Regions from separate parts of the Sus scrofa genome. Here region 2 is linked to region 1. The links are chromatin contacts, called in public Hi-C maps. All regions are on one chromosome and are shown on one strand. Each heading gives the region's core, a stretch centred on a gene start, on an enhancer-like site or on the middle of the called end of the contact. The rest is flanking DNA. Distances are from core to core; before and after follow the strand shown. Region 1 overlaps KLF12 (Kruppel like factor 12). Region 2 has its middle 270 kb from the start of TBC1D4.

Region 1 (7,615 bases), core at 2,676-5,175:
CAAGTGTGGCCCTAAAAAGACAAAAGATCAAAAAAATAAGTAATTAAACATTTATAGGGGTTCCCACTGTAGTGCAGTGGGTTAAGGATTTGGCATTGCTGCAGCTGTGCTACAGGTTGCAGCTGTGGCTCAGATTTGATCCCTGAGCCAGGAACTTCCATATGCCATGGGTATATGGGGGAAAAAAAGGAAAAGGAAAAAGAAAGAATAAACATTTACATAATCATAAGCACACTGGCCTATAATGTGAATGTTAGCTTGAGATTTGGGATCAAGGATATGTGAGTTAAAATCCTAGTTCTTGCAACTTTGGACTTGAGACAGTTATTTAATCTCACTACTAAGTAAAAGCTTATGTCTAGCACTGATTAACTGTCAATAAATGCTTTTAATTATTTATCATTATTATCTCCCCCTCAAAATACCTGAGGCAATGATATTCATACATTTTTTTCTCTGTCTTGTAAAAACAGAAAGTTGTAGGGGAAAAAAAGTTTCTTGAATTTAAAAGTGAAAAACTTCATCCAAGAAGGTGGCTTAGAAATGCTTCTCAAAGTTCTTGGTACAACATATTATAAGGGCTGAGATCATAGGATGAGAAATTGTCTGGAAAACCCCATACTTTCTCTTTTTATTAGTTTATATTAAGTTTTTATAAACACCATTTTCTACAAATATTGCTATCGCATTTTATAAGGGTTTTTTTTTTTTTATGGTTTACCTGATTAATTAGATGATGGTAAAAGTGAGTAGTGGAGGGAGGGCTGCCCACCTCACAGAATGAATAAAAGAAAGGGCATGTCAGTAATTCCTCATGTCTTTATTTTGCACATATGCAGCTGGGCACTGTGCCAGCAATAAAGGGAACCCTATTTCCATTCTCATATAGTACTTGTGTATCTGGAATGGATAAGCCAAAGAAAATACAGTAGGGGAGTTGGATTTTCAAAATGCAAATAATAAAAATACAAAACTAGCGCATATACATGAAGATGATTGTACCGACTTTTAAAGTTGGAACAGCAGGCGTTCCTGTGGTGGCTCAGCAGAAGTGAATCTGACTAGTATACATGAGGACGCAGGTTTGATCCCTGGCCTCCCTCAGTGGGTTAAGGATCTGGTGTTGCCGTGGGCTGTGGTGTAGGTTGCAGTTGAAGCTTAGCTCTGGTGTTGCTGTGGCTGTGGTGTAGGCCGGCAGCTCCAACTCCAATTCGACCACTAGCTTGGGAACTTCCATATGCCATGGGTGCAGCCCTAAAAAGACAAAAAAATGAAATAAAGTTGGAGTAACATACCTGGTCTCAGTTGAGAAATAGATGACCATATTACATAAGGGATGGTGAATGTACACGTCTATGTCCGAAATAATAGGAATTGAGTCATTGTCCATTCAAATATTCACTGAGCATCTGTCATGTATTAGGCATTTTATTGACACCAGGGATGTAGCATTAAGCAAAATAGATGCTGTCTTATCTGGGTGCTTATAGTTTATAGGAGATACTGACATCAAACCAAAAAATCATACAATTCACTAACAACTGTGGACAGAGCTGGGTTAAAATGTAGACCAGCCATGGATATGCCATGGGGAGCGAGTTTAATTATAATTGCAGATAGAGAAAGTTGTATTTGACAAAATTATTTTCACAGATGGTGTTATATATGTGGTTGGAAAAACAAAGTTCTTTTTTTTTTTTTTTTTTGGTCGCACCCACAGCATGTGGAAGTTTCCAGGCCTGGGATTGAATTCAAGCCACAGGTGCAGCAATAACAGATCCTTAACCCACTGTGCTGGGTTTGGGATCAAACCCTCACCTCTGCAGGGGCCAGAGCTGCTGCAGTTGGATTCCTAACTTGCTGCACCACAGCGGTAACTCCTGGGCAAAATGTTTCTGCTGGGATGCCCAGAGTGGGCGGTGAGGTTCTGGAATGTGGTAGCGTGAAACTTCCCCAATAGAAGAATGTGGAAAAGCATTCTAATGAAGAGAGAACGTCTTCTCATCGAAGTATTTACAGAAGATGGTCTAAAAGAATGGCAGGTTGTTTGCTAACCCAGAGCACCAACAAATCTGTTGGACCTTGAACGTGACATATGATGTAAAGAAAAGGGTACAGTGTTCTGGAAGGTACAGTAAGCAAATACAGTTTAGACTAGAGCCAGCAGAGGGAAGCTGTCAGAGATCTCCCTGACATTGGAAGGGAGAAAATGTTAAAGGAAGATGTTTTTCTGCTCCATACCAAGAGGACAGAGTAGCCGTAGCCCTGGAAGTGACAGTGCTGCGAGATTAGAAGGCTAGTGGATGGGCTACTAACCTCTGAGACATGTTATTTATAAGCCAGACCCTAGAGGGATTGTTTGACCTTGTAAAGAAATGTCAGTTCAGCCTGGGGAAGTTTTTGGTAGATTTCCCAGGAGATTGTCATTAGTGTTCATAGATGCTTAGCAGCAAAAGCATAGAAGGTCGTAAGGACTCACAGGCAAAGCTGCTCTTGGTTTGGTCCTGCCTTGATGGAAAAGTAGGTGTATTTAGAACTCTCTTTTCCTCCCTTCCTTCATCTACTATTAAGGTAAAAGAAAAGAGTCTTAGACAGAATGCAAGTGAAGAAAATGTTGCAAGAAGGGAGTCGTCAGTTACAGCCAAGGCTGCTAAGGGATCAGATAACCTAAGGACTGAGAGTTAAGGATTTGAGGAGGCTGGAGTTTACTGGTGACACTGTGTCAGTGGCGCAGTGGGGAGAAAGGACTGACCGAGGTGAGTTCATGTTCAGATGGGAGTGAGGCAAGGGGAGACTGAAAGTCTCAACAGCTCTTAGGACTAGTTTCATTGCAAGAGTTAGGGAGAAATGGAATGGTAGCTGAAGAGGCATTTAAGCTCTCAAGGGAGGGATTTTAAAAGAGAGAGACAGCATAGCCTATTTGTATTCTGTCAAGAAGGATCAAGAAGACAGTTGAAAATGGGTAATTGTAGAGAGGGAAGAGTTACAGGAGCAAAGTTCTTAATTGCACATCCTCTGCTTATATTATTTTGTGGAAGTAACCTGCATCTTGCTGTAATTAACCTGAATTCTAAAGTCAATTTATTAGATTGACATGAGTTTTAGGAAAAAGGATACATAATGGAAAAGGAAAGAAAATGCCAAAAGCAATAGATACAGATCTAGGATTGACAACGAAAGGCAAACAAAGGTTCAGTAAAATTTGGGTTCCATTGAGAATTTTAAAAATGATACCAGCGTTAATACGAATCTGAGATCAAACATCGCTCCTTCATCACAGACTAGAATGTACAGAATAGGTCAAAACAAGAGATAAGCCCCAAATACTTTGTATTTGTTGTTGTTGTATTTCTTTTTTCTTTTTTCTTTTTTTTGACTGCATCCTTGGCATGTGGAAGTTCCTGGCTACTGATCCTTAACCCATTGTGCCACAAGGGAACTCCATGTATTTATTGTTTGAAGACATTCTTTTACATTTGAGCATTGATAAATATTGCATTTTAGAAATGCAGAATACTTGAAGGGCAAGGCCATAACCACTCTGTGAAAATCTAACCATAGAGCTTAAAAAAAGAGAGGGACTTGTTTCCTGCTTCCTATACCTGAGCTTGTCCTTTCTCCATGTAGTAGAGGAACAGGTAATAGCACCTCAAGGCCCAGGAATGAGCCTTGGGCAGGGTGTGGTGACTGGTGGCTTTGAAACAGTCAGAACTAAAGAGCCAGCTGCGTATTTCACTGTTGCCCAATTTTCTTCCCTGACTTCTATCCTGTCCTTCTTTACTACTTTATGTAATAAAGGTCTCTTGGTTTGTTTTCTCCCCCTTTCCCTGTTTTTGTTTCTTGCTGGGTACCCGCCCCCCCCTCCCCGATGTCTGTGACTGTAATAAAAGCAACTGCCCAGCAGGAAAAGCTCAGCTTGTTTCCTGTGCTGCCAATTTTCTTTCCTGGAAATGCAATCGCCGTAGTCCAGTCTACTAGAATTTTACAAAACATATTTATTGCATCAAGAGTTTTTATTATAATGGAGACCTGAAAAATAACTTACTCTGGGTCATAAATGCATTATTCCTGACTTAAATCATTTTGTATGAATAGATCCTTGAGTTTCAAGTACCTTTCCTCCCCAGTGTTTGACTAGGTCATGTTACTGCTGTTAAGAAAGCAACATCCTCGTTTGGGCGTGTAATTTCTTTGGTCATCTCCTTTAAAAGTGTTGTTTGTCTATTATTTTTAGATGAAGCATCTTCCCAAGCCATGCCTTATTTTCCAGCACTCATTCAGGAATTTCAGAGGGCCGTGGCTGTGGGCAGTGCTGAAATGCTCACACCCCATTTCTTCCTACGGGCTGTTGCTTTTCTCAGCAGCCCACAGGAAGAAGCCACGGTGTATTTTTAGTCCTAGGCCATTTATATTTGGAAAAGGAAATACAGGCATCGCAGTGATTGCCGCCGAGCTGGTTAGAGGTTCTGACCATCGCTTCTGACCATTGAAGGCAGATGGAGCTTTGCTCCCTTGAAACTCCTCTTTGTTTCACCACGTCTCTCCTGCTATCAGCTTTCCTGCTCGTTGATGTGTGCGATGTCTTATTTCAGGTCCTGGTGCATTTTGTCACAGACTCGCTTCTTCTGTCCACCTTATGCATAACTGTCCTCTTTTAGTTTGCCATTCGGTGGAATCCTGGTGTCATCTGCCATATGACCAGAATAGTCTAGAACAGTCCCAGGCAGCTCATGTATACAGTTGTCTTGGCTTCTTGAGTGACCGAACTACCACAGCCTCCTTTGGTATAGATTCCTCTTTTAAATCTGAATTTGATTTTTATCAGCAAACCCTCTAGGTCCTTAATCTTTTCTTTTTAATGAGGTTTTACTGTTGCTTATTGGGAAGCAGGACCGGGCAGACTGTTGCTGACTTTTGGCGTATTATTCTTGAATTTGAACTTTGATAGGACTTGAGGGTTTTGCTGCTGTTCTTGTAAAACAAAGACAAGAACTGGTTGCGTAGTGAGAAAGAGCCAATATTTCTGGAAACCTGATTTTTAAACAGGAGTTTGGGCATGACACATGTTTTTCTAAATGCGTATTTTTACTCTTAACTTTGCTTATGGTATCTTTTGGGCATATAAACGTTTTACATTTTTAGGTGATCAAACATGTCTATCTTTTTTACTTCCAGGCTTCTGGTTTTAGTGTGAGACGTGTCCTCTGTCCCCTAGATTTCCACGTAGTCACCAAAATGTTCTTCTGAGATTTATTGGGTACATGTACGTTTTTAATACACTTGGAATTTACCTTTGGATTTGTTGTGAAATTAGGATACAAGTTCCTTTTATTCTAAATGAATAGCCAGTTATGCCAGCACTAGTTATTACATAAACCATTCATTCCCACAGAATTGAAATACTCCCTTTAGCACATATTAAATTATGATATATACTGAGAAAAAATAAATAAGAGTTCCGAATATTTTATACAGATATTTAGTCATTTGTTGTTTGTTTTTAGCAGATTTTCAGTAAGGAGTAGAAACTTACCTGTATTTTTTCGCTTCTGGACATGCACAGAAAGTTGAATGGATTCCATCAAAAAATGGCTTCTTAGACTCTTGTTTATCTGAAATACCTGTAGTCAGTCAATTCCTCTGTTTCCTCTGGTACAGACTGAGCTTGTTCTAAAATGTGATAACAGTAACTGGCTCAAGAGAGGAGAAGGAAATTATTTGTATCATTAAGAGAATTCTTAGAAAAAGAGAAAACTCTAAGTTCCTTGTAAACTGTAAAATGTCAAGGAGTGAGTTTGGCTTCTCCGTCCTCCACGCAGTTAAGTAGTAAATAAAAGTACAAGAGGGGGAAGTTCCCGTTGTGGTGCAGCGGAAACGAATCCAGCTAGGAACCATGAGGTTGTGGGTTTGATCCCTGACCTCCCTCAGTGGGTTAAGGATTCGGCATTGCCATGAGCGGTGGTGTAGGTCACAGACATGGCTTGGATCTGGCATGGTTGTGGCTGTGGTGTAGGCTAGCAGGTGTAGCTCCAATTAGACCCCTAGCCTGGGAACCTCCATATGCCACCCATGCAGCCCTAAAAAGACCAAAAAAAAAAAAAAAAAAAGTACAAAAGGGAAAAAGAAGAGAAAACGTATAGACAGCAGAGGGGATCCACAGTAAGAGAGAGATGATGCTTCATTCAGAGGTAGACGTTAGGTAGTAAAGGTACAGAAATCCAGCCAGTAGATAAAACAGATTGAGCAAGAGGTTAGCCTAATGGACTTTGTGTCCATGCTTTTATAAAGTGATACCTAGCACACCATTTTAATTTGCGAGGTCAAATTCCTCCTCAAGTAAAGTGGTCTCATTTGTATTTAAATAGAGATGTGCTTAAATGTGATATATTACTAGGATAGAATTTAGTCGAATGTAGTTGCTGCATTTGTTTTCACCACACCTGAGAAGTTTTCTCCCATAATATGTAGCACGTTCTACATTGACATATTGGATTTTGAAATTGAGTGTATTTCCTTTCCTCTGTGGTTTTCTTTTTTTTCCTCTCTGGAAGTAATGTTCTACTTAAATGTAAAACTTCTAATTTCACATAGTACAGGTGCTGTTATGCTACAAGGAAATTCTTACTTTACATATTAGATTGCAGGTATTTATAGGATTATCTTGATGATGTTTGAACGTATATACTCATTGCAAGAAACCTTTGGGTTTTGGATGGGTATATAGATAGGGAGATATCTATCTAGATCTAAATCAAGGCCTATAGAGAGATTTTTTTGCAAATGGGCCTTTTATCCAAGGGCTCTTAAGATCTGGAAATAACAAACGAAAGAAGGAAGACTATGAGATCCAAGAGGGAAACTTGGTCTTAGAATCTTTGCCAGCACTGTTTTAAATTGGCTTTTTAATTATTTACAACTCTCTGGCTGTGGTTTCTGTTCCCTGTTTTTTCTTACTCCCTTAATAATAATTCTTTTTGTATTCCAAGCTGTGTTACCATTTTCTCAGCCCTTTCTTTCTGCTTGGGTTCCATTGTTAAGGGAGACTTTGATGAACTGCTCTTCCACTTTGTGTTCTTTAGAGAAGAACACATTGATATTTGTCTTTCTATCTAATAAATAAAAGAAGAGCTACCAGTTTACAGAGTAAGAATCACATGCTTGATCTTTCCTCCAGCCACCTTTATGTGGGGGGAATGCTACTTTGATCATTGGCTGATTGTATGTATTTTTCATGACCAGGTGAATTCATCTTCTTTTTTTTTTTTTTTCCTTTCATTACTTCATTCATTCCACAATTTTTAATAGATCATTTGTATAGCCAGGACTGTCGCTATAATGATTTTAAAATAACTTCTCTTAAAAGCCAGCTGTAATTTACAACACACTAGAACACCACTGTTCACACTGTGAGTCATTTTCCTGATGGTGAATTTTTTTTTTTTTTTTTTTTTTTTTTTTGGTCTTTTTAGGGCCACACTTGTGGCACTTGGAAGTTCCCAGGCTAGAGGTCGAATCAGAGCTGTAGCCGTTCGCCTACGCCACAGCCATAGCAACGCCAGATCTGAGCCCCTTCTGCAACCTACACCACAGCTCATGTCAACACTGGATCCTTAAT
Region 2 (7,615 bases), core at 3,661-6,160, 1.3 Mb before region 1:
GCTCCAATTTAACCATTAGCCTGGGAACCTTCATATGCCACGGGGGCGCACTCCCTCCACCAAACAAACAAATCGTGTTCTGGGTTCTCTTTAAAACGTTTTTAGGGAATTAAATCTTGGCTCTAGCAGATTGACTTACTAAAGCAACGTGTGAGTATGGGTGTGTTTAGTGACGTTGATAAAATGGGAAAGTGGTCCAGCAGAAGGGCCAGAGATGCGTCCCGATGTGTCCACTTGTGTCCTTTATGAGATGACTGCCTTGTTTATGGTGTCAAAGAGGTGCCAGGCTCAGAGATTTATTCAGAGCGATTCTGTTGAAAAGCACGGTGGCGCGGGGGCGGGTGGGCTAACTTCAACCCCCCTAACCTGGCACCGCTGTACTGAGGGTGTGGAAGCCAGCCGCTCCCCATGTTGGCAAAGTCACATATCAGACCCCCGTACAGAAGGGATCTGTGGTCCGAGTCGCTCAGTGTGATAGCTGAGAAACTCTTTCTAATTGAGGTCTTGTAGGGAATCTTGGCTTTGCTTACGCCACCCGCGTTGAGATGGAGGATTCTGTGGGTCTTCTGACTCCTTGGAAGTGAGGGTTGTGTTATGGAGCTTCTGTGGCAGTGAGTGCGGGAGCTTGCATGGGGTGGAGCAGCCTCACCCACGCTCAGAAATCAAGCCAGACGGTGAAGATCAGACTATTCTGGCGTCTGGAAATGGGCCCTTCTGCGGAGGGACACTCTCAGGGGAGGCCGCGCAGCTCCTACTACTTTGGCAAACCCGGCGCTGTCCTTCAGCCCCGCAGAAATCTGGAACACCGGAGAAGGTGGGGCTTCGCTTCCGAGTCTTGTTCAGGGTTAGACAAGGTGCACCAGGCAGCCTTGTCCCTCTGACCCTTTGATCCAGGTCATCCTGAGCCCTTCCCCCAGCTAACCAGCAACCTCAGTATCTCGCCCAGCTGAGGGGTGGAGGAGACAACTCCCAGCGTGGGTTTAAGCCTTTTTAAAAAGCCTGGCCAAGACTTCCTTCCCACCCCCGAGCCCCCACCTCCCAGAGGCAGGAACCAGCCTCCCCCTTTTTCCCCGCCCTCAGAGAAACCAAATCCAGTCACGCCTGGCTTTTCTAAGCGAAGGTTTCTATTTCTTTTCCTCTGCGTTTTTCCCTCAAGGATGTTTGGAGAAGGAGAGCTGGGGAAAGGGTGGAAAGGGCATGCACGCCCTTATTTCTCTTTGGATCATAACTTTGGAGCCGCGCGTTCCAAAAGCCCCATTGACAAAAGGCTGAGGGGCGCTCCTTGAACCTGCGGCCAGTAGATGGCGCACCGTCCCCGCTCAGCCGCACCGGGAGCCGAGGCACGGGGCTGGTCTCTGCTGTCCAAACCGAAAACCGGCATTACCCGCGCAGGCAAGAGGCAAATATTAAACCTAGCATTTTATGCATTTTGAGAAAGAAAGACTTTCTGTTTAGGTTCATTCCTCATTCTCTGGAGATGTGTTTGGAAACCCCGTCTGCCACTGAACTCATCACTGTGGCCTTTTATTCACTTACAAAATGCTTCCCCAGAATCCCAGCTCAATTACCTTTTGTCTCCCTGCTGTCCTAATACTCTGGTTGAATGTAGGAAAAACAAAGCAGCAAGGTCAGACGTCCCCTTTCTTGCCCGCAATGGTTTATCTTTCATGTTTTCCAGAACCAAAGGGAATGGGTGGCCCTGCTGCCCACATATGCTCTGTATGTGTTGTGTGTCTCTCTGTGTATATAGTGCAAACGTTTACTTTTGTCCAAAGGAAAGACACACACACACACATATATAAACGAGTAAAAATAGTTGAGTATATGTCTTTCCTTCGGGCAAAAGCCCACGTTCGTGGGCAATGTTTTCACCAGTCTATTCAAAGCATATGTTTACATGTCATTTCAAGAGATCCAGTATCTGAAAAATTATCATAAACATCTGATGGTTAATCAATTCCACAACTAGGTACTGACTGCAATGATGTGCAAAGTCTTATAGTCTGTGGGGCTGGGAATACTTAAAGTAAGTTCTTACGCTCAAAGATATTACCACCCAGTCCTGGATAATGAGAGCCAAAGTGTTGTGTGTGGATTTGAATAGGTGCATGCAGGCTGTGTGTGTATGGTAGTGTGTGTGCTGTGTTCAGTCAAGATTGAGGTCTGAGGGCTGTTATCCACTTAGATCCACTAGATCTAGTATACCTAGATATAGTCATAAGTAATAATGAGTACACAACTAAATTAATAAGTAGGTTTGGTCACCTCCCAGCACCATGCCTAGGTCGAGCGGGTACTGATCTCTATTGATGGAGATGTGAATGGGGCTCCAAAAAGGACCAGATTTACCTCAAATTGGTGGAATAACTTACCATTTCTTAAGTACTTTCACGTGTATTATTTCAAGAATAGTACTTTGTGAATATTTTATGTTGCGACTTACATTCAACACTATGTAAGCAAGAGCTACACAGATACAGACATTAAAGAACAAGGTGTGACCAGAACCCAGAATCCCAGACATAGCTTCATCAGTTTTGCTTTCTATTGCCTATATTTTTCCCCAGAAAATATTTAGTGGATTTGGATGGAAAGGAAAAATGCCTCTGGTGAGAAAGTAAGGGGACTCTGTGTGTGTGTGTGTGTGTGTGTGTGTGTGTGTGTGTAGGCGTGTGTGTGTGCTATTAAATGTCTTTCCAGAGGTCTTGGTCTGTTGCAATAGCCTTGCCAGTCCTTCAATTACTGTTTTCTTTCATGAGAAATTGTTACTGGAATGCACTCACCCTTTTAGGGAGCTGTGAATGTGGTTATAATTGCCTGTTTCTAAGATAATTGGCCTGACTGCATAGCCCTGGAAAAGTTACTCGAACGAATGGGCATGTGGAGGGAAGCTTGAGCTGCCTTCGGACTTTATCTGGGCTGTGAGGCCCAGCTGCCACCATCGGCCAGCGGCATGGAGTAACCAAAGTAGATGGCAAGAGAGATGGACCTGGAAGGATCTGTAAAGAAGTCCATCTCAAAGGCAATGGCCACTTGAGTTTTGACATGTCCTTGCAGAAAGATTTTTTTTTTTTTTGACTGTAAAGCTCCCCATTTGTAACTTTTGGTGAGTTCACATCCAGTAGCTGTAGAAAATCAGAGCTTTCCGTGGGTCCCACTCTCCTCTTTCGAGGCCCTGGAGGCTCAGCATCTGAATGTTATCCCAGTCTGAAAGAGCAATGGAAGGGAAATAGAATGGTGAAAGTTTGATTGATTTCAGGTGGTAAATCAATGCACAATTTTCTAACGTCTATATTATCAGTGCTATCAATGGCCTTTGATGCCATTGATCAAAGAGTTGTGCTAATTCATTACAAGCTGACACGAAATGACCGTGTTCTTAGCTCCTGGGGAGAAGCTAAAATACACTTTCTCTTAAAAGTGGAGAATCCTAGGGTGTTACAGGATGCAATTAGTAGTTTTCTTTTCTTTTCTTTTCCCCTGTTAAATTTTAGGCTCTCATTTTGCTTTCTGAAAAAAAGGAAATTTCTGCTGGAAAACTCCTTGTGATGAATTTCTGCTGCCATAACTGCAGCTTGGTTACCAAAAAGGTTAAAGAATCTTTCACTTGCTCTGAGCAAGAGAGTAGTCATTCACAGGGGAACACAGAGACCAGCATTGTAATAAGGTGAGGAACCCAATCAGGAACCCCTAACGTAATGAAAGCTGGCCCGGCCATTCCAGGATTTATGGAAAGCGAATAGCGCTGTCGGAAAAATCAGCTTAACAAATCAGTGTTGCTGTTCTTGTATTTCTTGCTTTCATACCCTCTCCTCCCTAAACAACCTTCTTTTTGTGTTACGCCCTCACAGGGTCACAGGATCATATGGGTTAAATGTAAAGGATAAGACAGGGTAGATGTAAAGCCTTGTCAGGATTGGAAATTATTTGAACTCCCTGCATTTTGAGGACATATTGCAGAGTTGCTACCCAGAGCTCCCCCTGAGCCCAGGCAGATGACAAGGCAGGACCCATGCCAGGCTGCTTTGGGAAGCTGTGAGTTTTGTGGTTCGTTCGCTGAACGTTTTTTTCAGTGACTAACGGTTTAAGCATGCCTCGGCAAGCTCCCGTTTAATTTTTCAAAATAGTAGTCCAAAACCAGGCCAATCATATGTTTCTTTTTCAAAGTTTTTTTTTTTTTTTAGCCGTGGGACACAATTAGAATTTGCTGCTGCTTCGAATTGCAGCAACTATGCAGCCAATGAGGAGAATGAGGCAGACCTGTACACACCAACAGGGAAGGGCCCAAAAGATGTATCCTTAAGTGAAAAAAGCAACAAGTAGAACAATTTGTTTAGGAAAAATCTGTTGTTTACAGTCATTATAAAGAAAAACGAGCAGAAGCACATACAGCAAACTCTAAATGCGGTTACCTTTGGGGAGAGAAGAGGAGTGAGTGAGGGGTGACAAGTGGCCTTGACCATTTCACTCTTTATACTTGAATCTTTTTTGCTGTGCTATATTAATGAACTATTTCTGTAATAAAGTAGTTTTTAAAGGATGACTCTTAATAGGATCACTCTGGACGTGAGGCTTTATGCGCACTGAGAAAAACACCTCTTTTTATCCTCTGCTTTGTGTCAGAGTGTATACATAATATGTTTGTCGCTATGTCATTTGCCGTAACGCAGCTAAGAAGAGGTTAAGCCATCTAGATCGTTTTTAAGCGCCTGGATTCTTGCAATCAAGGCAATCAAAATCCGCTTCCACCTTAGCCCTCTGCCACCATTCATCAAATAGGTCTTGTTCTGCTGGGCAGACAGTCTTGTTTCACAAGCAGGAAAAATACCCAGCTGCAAATGGTTTGCACAGAGCTGGGGAGAAGTCTACAGAGGATTCCAGGAGAAGGAGGTCAGCGGTGTCCCGCTCTGGCTCTGGGCGCGTGTGTGCTTTCTTTTCCTGGAGCGAAACCTCTGAATCGCCGGAAGTCCCGGAGATGAATGAAAGCTGTCCTGGCACGCAGAGTGGGCTTTAGAGATGAGGGTTAACCGAATGCTAACGGGGGAGAAAGAAGCATCGGGGGTTCTGGCTGAAGGAACGGGAAGCGGCATTCCAAAGGAGCCAGCCTGGCCTGACCACCTTTCTGATTTCATTTGTGTTTCTGAGCTCCCCCCGAACAACGTCTCACTTTCCTTCAGTGTCTGTTACCAGATCACATCTTCAGAAGGTTGGGGGAGTTCCCTGCTGTCCTTGGTGGGGGGGTTCTTGGTGAGCACAGGAGATCCCTTCTCTTTCTCTCTCTCTTTTTTGATTTCTTCCCAGTCTCCCACTGTTCTTCAGTCGAAGCTTTCTGCACTATCTCCAGCAGGCATATTAGGGTTATAAAGCATCATGAAACATAAATCAACTCTACTTATATAAAAAAAACAAAACTGAAAAAAGAGTCATAAAACAGGGACATAGAGCTCCGTAGTCCTTTAATTTTCCTGGGAAACAGTAAAGCTGATGACGTGGTCAGTATCTAACTGAATCTTTTGTTTTTGTTTGTTTTTCCCTCCCTGAATATTATTCGGAGCGTCACACTCTTGACCAGCTGGTTCCCTGGTGCAGGTGGGAATAAGAACTGGTGGAGAGGAGTTCCTGTGGGAGCTCAGCGGTAAACCCAACTAGCATCCATGAGGACTCAGGTTCGATCCCTGGCTCTGCTCAGTGGGTTAAGGACCTGGCATTGCTGTGAGCTGTGGTGTAGGTCGCAGATGTGGCTCAGATCCTGCATGGCTGTGGCTGTGGCCCTAGCCTGGGAACTTCCAGATGCCACCGGTAAGGCCCTAAAAAGATTTAAAAAAGAAAAAAAAAAAAAACTGATGAGAAATTTGGGAAGGAAGTGGAGGAAGTCACTCCTCCATGAGGCTAGCCTCCTTTTGAATGGTGGGCTTACTTTTTTCCTTGCGGAGTCCTATCAGGGGCCATGCGAGTATGAAGTGAAAGGAATATTAAAAGTGTGCTTGCTATTAGGAACTGAAAACAGGCATGAACCATTATTCTCCCACATGTGTCTTTACCCAAGTGCTTATAAAGTTCTCAGTTTCACACCTAAAAGGAGATGTTAAACTCGAATAAGGTACAACATGAAAAGTATCGTTCAAGGAGTTGGGATATGAAATCCAACGTGAACAGCTAAGGAAGTAGAGTTATTTGAAGCACCTACAGACTGTCATTATTCGCAGGGCTGGAGAGAGAGTAGTGGATTTCTTGGGGGGCCTGCCCAGACCATGTTCTCTTTCTTTAAGGACAGATACCCCTCTGCCCACTACTGGCTGTCAGCCCTGTGTGCCTGCTGTAACCCCTCCCTTCTCTCCCTGCAGCACCAAGTGCCTCAAGAATGGATTGGTGGCCCAGAAATGTTCCATCCAGAGACTGGGATGGGCCAGTAGGTTCTGTAACAAGGATTTGACTTTTGAAATATCCCTGGCTGTATTTCCACCCTTTAGCCACCCCCTTTGCTTTTCTGAAGCCCTTCTGCTCTTTTGTCCAGGGAAAGAGGAGGAGAGGGGATGAGCCTTTCTAGCCTCTCCAGGCTAATAAGTTCAGGTTCAAGTATCCTGTAGAGAAGCCCTTTATTCATGTCCCCAGAGCCGCAAGGCCCTTCTCCGGTAGTCTAGGAGAAATAACTGAGCAAGAGGTCAAGGCTGATGGTCCTGAGGAGGGTGCCGTGAGCTGATAGGATGGACACTGTGTGAGAAATAGAGTCTGCCCTCCTCCCTGCCTCCCCCTGCCACGCAGGGATGGGGAGAGGTAGAAACAAACCTGGCCGGCTGCCCAGCGCCTTCTTGCAAAAGCCAAAGGCCCTTTTCCTCCAGCTGGAGGCAGCACAATGCCAGGGCACACGGCTGGGTGAGCAGAACACAGATGAGACTTTTGGGTCCCCAGGCTTTGAAACAAAAATAGTTGTTGTCAGGTAAGTTTGGAAAAGACTTCATATTGTTCCCTCTTCCTCTTTTTCCTCTTTCATGTTATTATTATCACATCAGTATTTGTGCAAATTACTTGAATAGCCCTCTTCCTTTAACTAAGAGTGACCTAGACTTACTTGAGTCAGAAACTGTTTGTTCCTGTCGAACCGTTCTGTGAAAACCTGTTGGTAAAGGCTGCTCTAGATTTCAGAGTCTTGCATTGAAGATAACGAGGGAACATTTTTTTTTTTCTCAAACCTTTAAAAAACAGTGAAATACTTTCCGAAAGGTTTATTTTCCTATTTAGGGAATGATCTCTCCTTGTTTTAAGACACATGACTGGGGGCTTCCATCTTCTTAAATGACCTGGGCTAATCTGGTTTTGGTTTTTAATAGTTCCTCTATTTGAGGAATTTATGGGTTGTTTACCACCTATTCTAGTCTGTCTTTTTTTTTTTTTCAAATCTGACTTTTGATTTGATTTGATTCGATTTTTTTTCTCTTTTTGGGGCCTCACCCTCAGTACATGGAGCTCCCCAGGCTAGGGGTCGAATTGAAGCTGTAGCTGCCGGTCTGCCCCACAGACCCAGCAACACGGGATCTGAGCCACATCTGTGACCTGCACCACAGCTCATGGCAATGCCGGATCCTTAACCCACTGAGCGAGGCCGGGGATCAAATCT

What was found. Hi-C and Micro-C count contacts between places; a contact is called where the count stands out from the background.
Region 2: a Hi-C map of fetal skeletal muscle shows a contact between it and region 1, with 2.6 times the contacts expected there. The contact joins two enhancer-like sites. A contact is called at or near these places in 9 of 47 Hi-C or Micro-C datasets (embryonic fibroblasts, fetal heart ventricle, fetal skeletal muscle and 5 more).

What each region holds. Positions count from the first base shown.
Region 1 is chr11:46,144,946-46,152,560 of Sscrofa11.1, reverse strand. The region is part of intron 3 of KLF12 (Kruppel like factor 12); the gene reads left to right. Among named protein-coding and RNA genes, the nearest start is that of KLF12, 160 kb to the left of the region's middle. Within about 2 kb of position 3,925, at least 7 of the 83 cell types and tissues checked have an H3K27ac peak or open chromatin away from gene starts, as enhancers often do. A contact at or near this core is called in fetal skeletal muscle, where this site is marked.
Region 2 is chr11:47,487,501-47,495,115 of Sscrofa11.1, reverse strand. No RefSeq gene overlaps it. Among named protein-coding and RNA genes, the nearest start is that of TBC1D4, 270 kb to the left of the region's middle. Within about 2 kb of position 4,910, at least 10 of the 83 cell types and tissues checked have an H3K27ac peak or open chromatin away from gene starts, as enhancers often do. A contact at or near this core is called in fetal skeletal muscle, where this site is marked.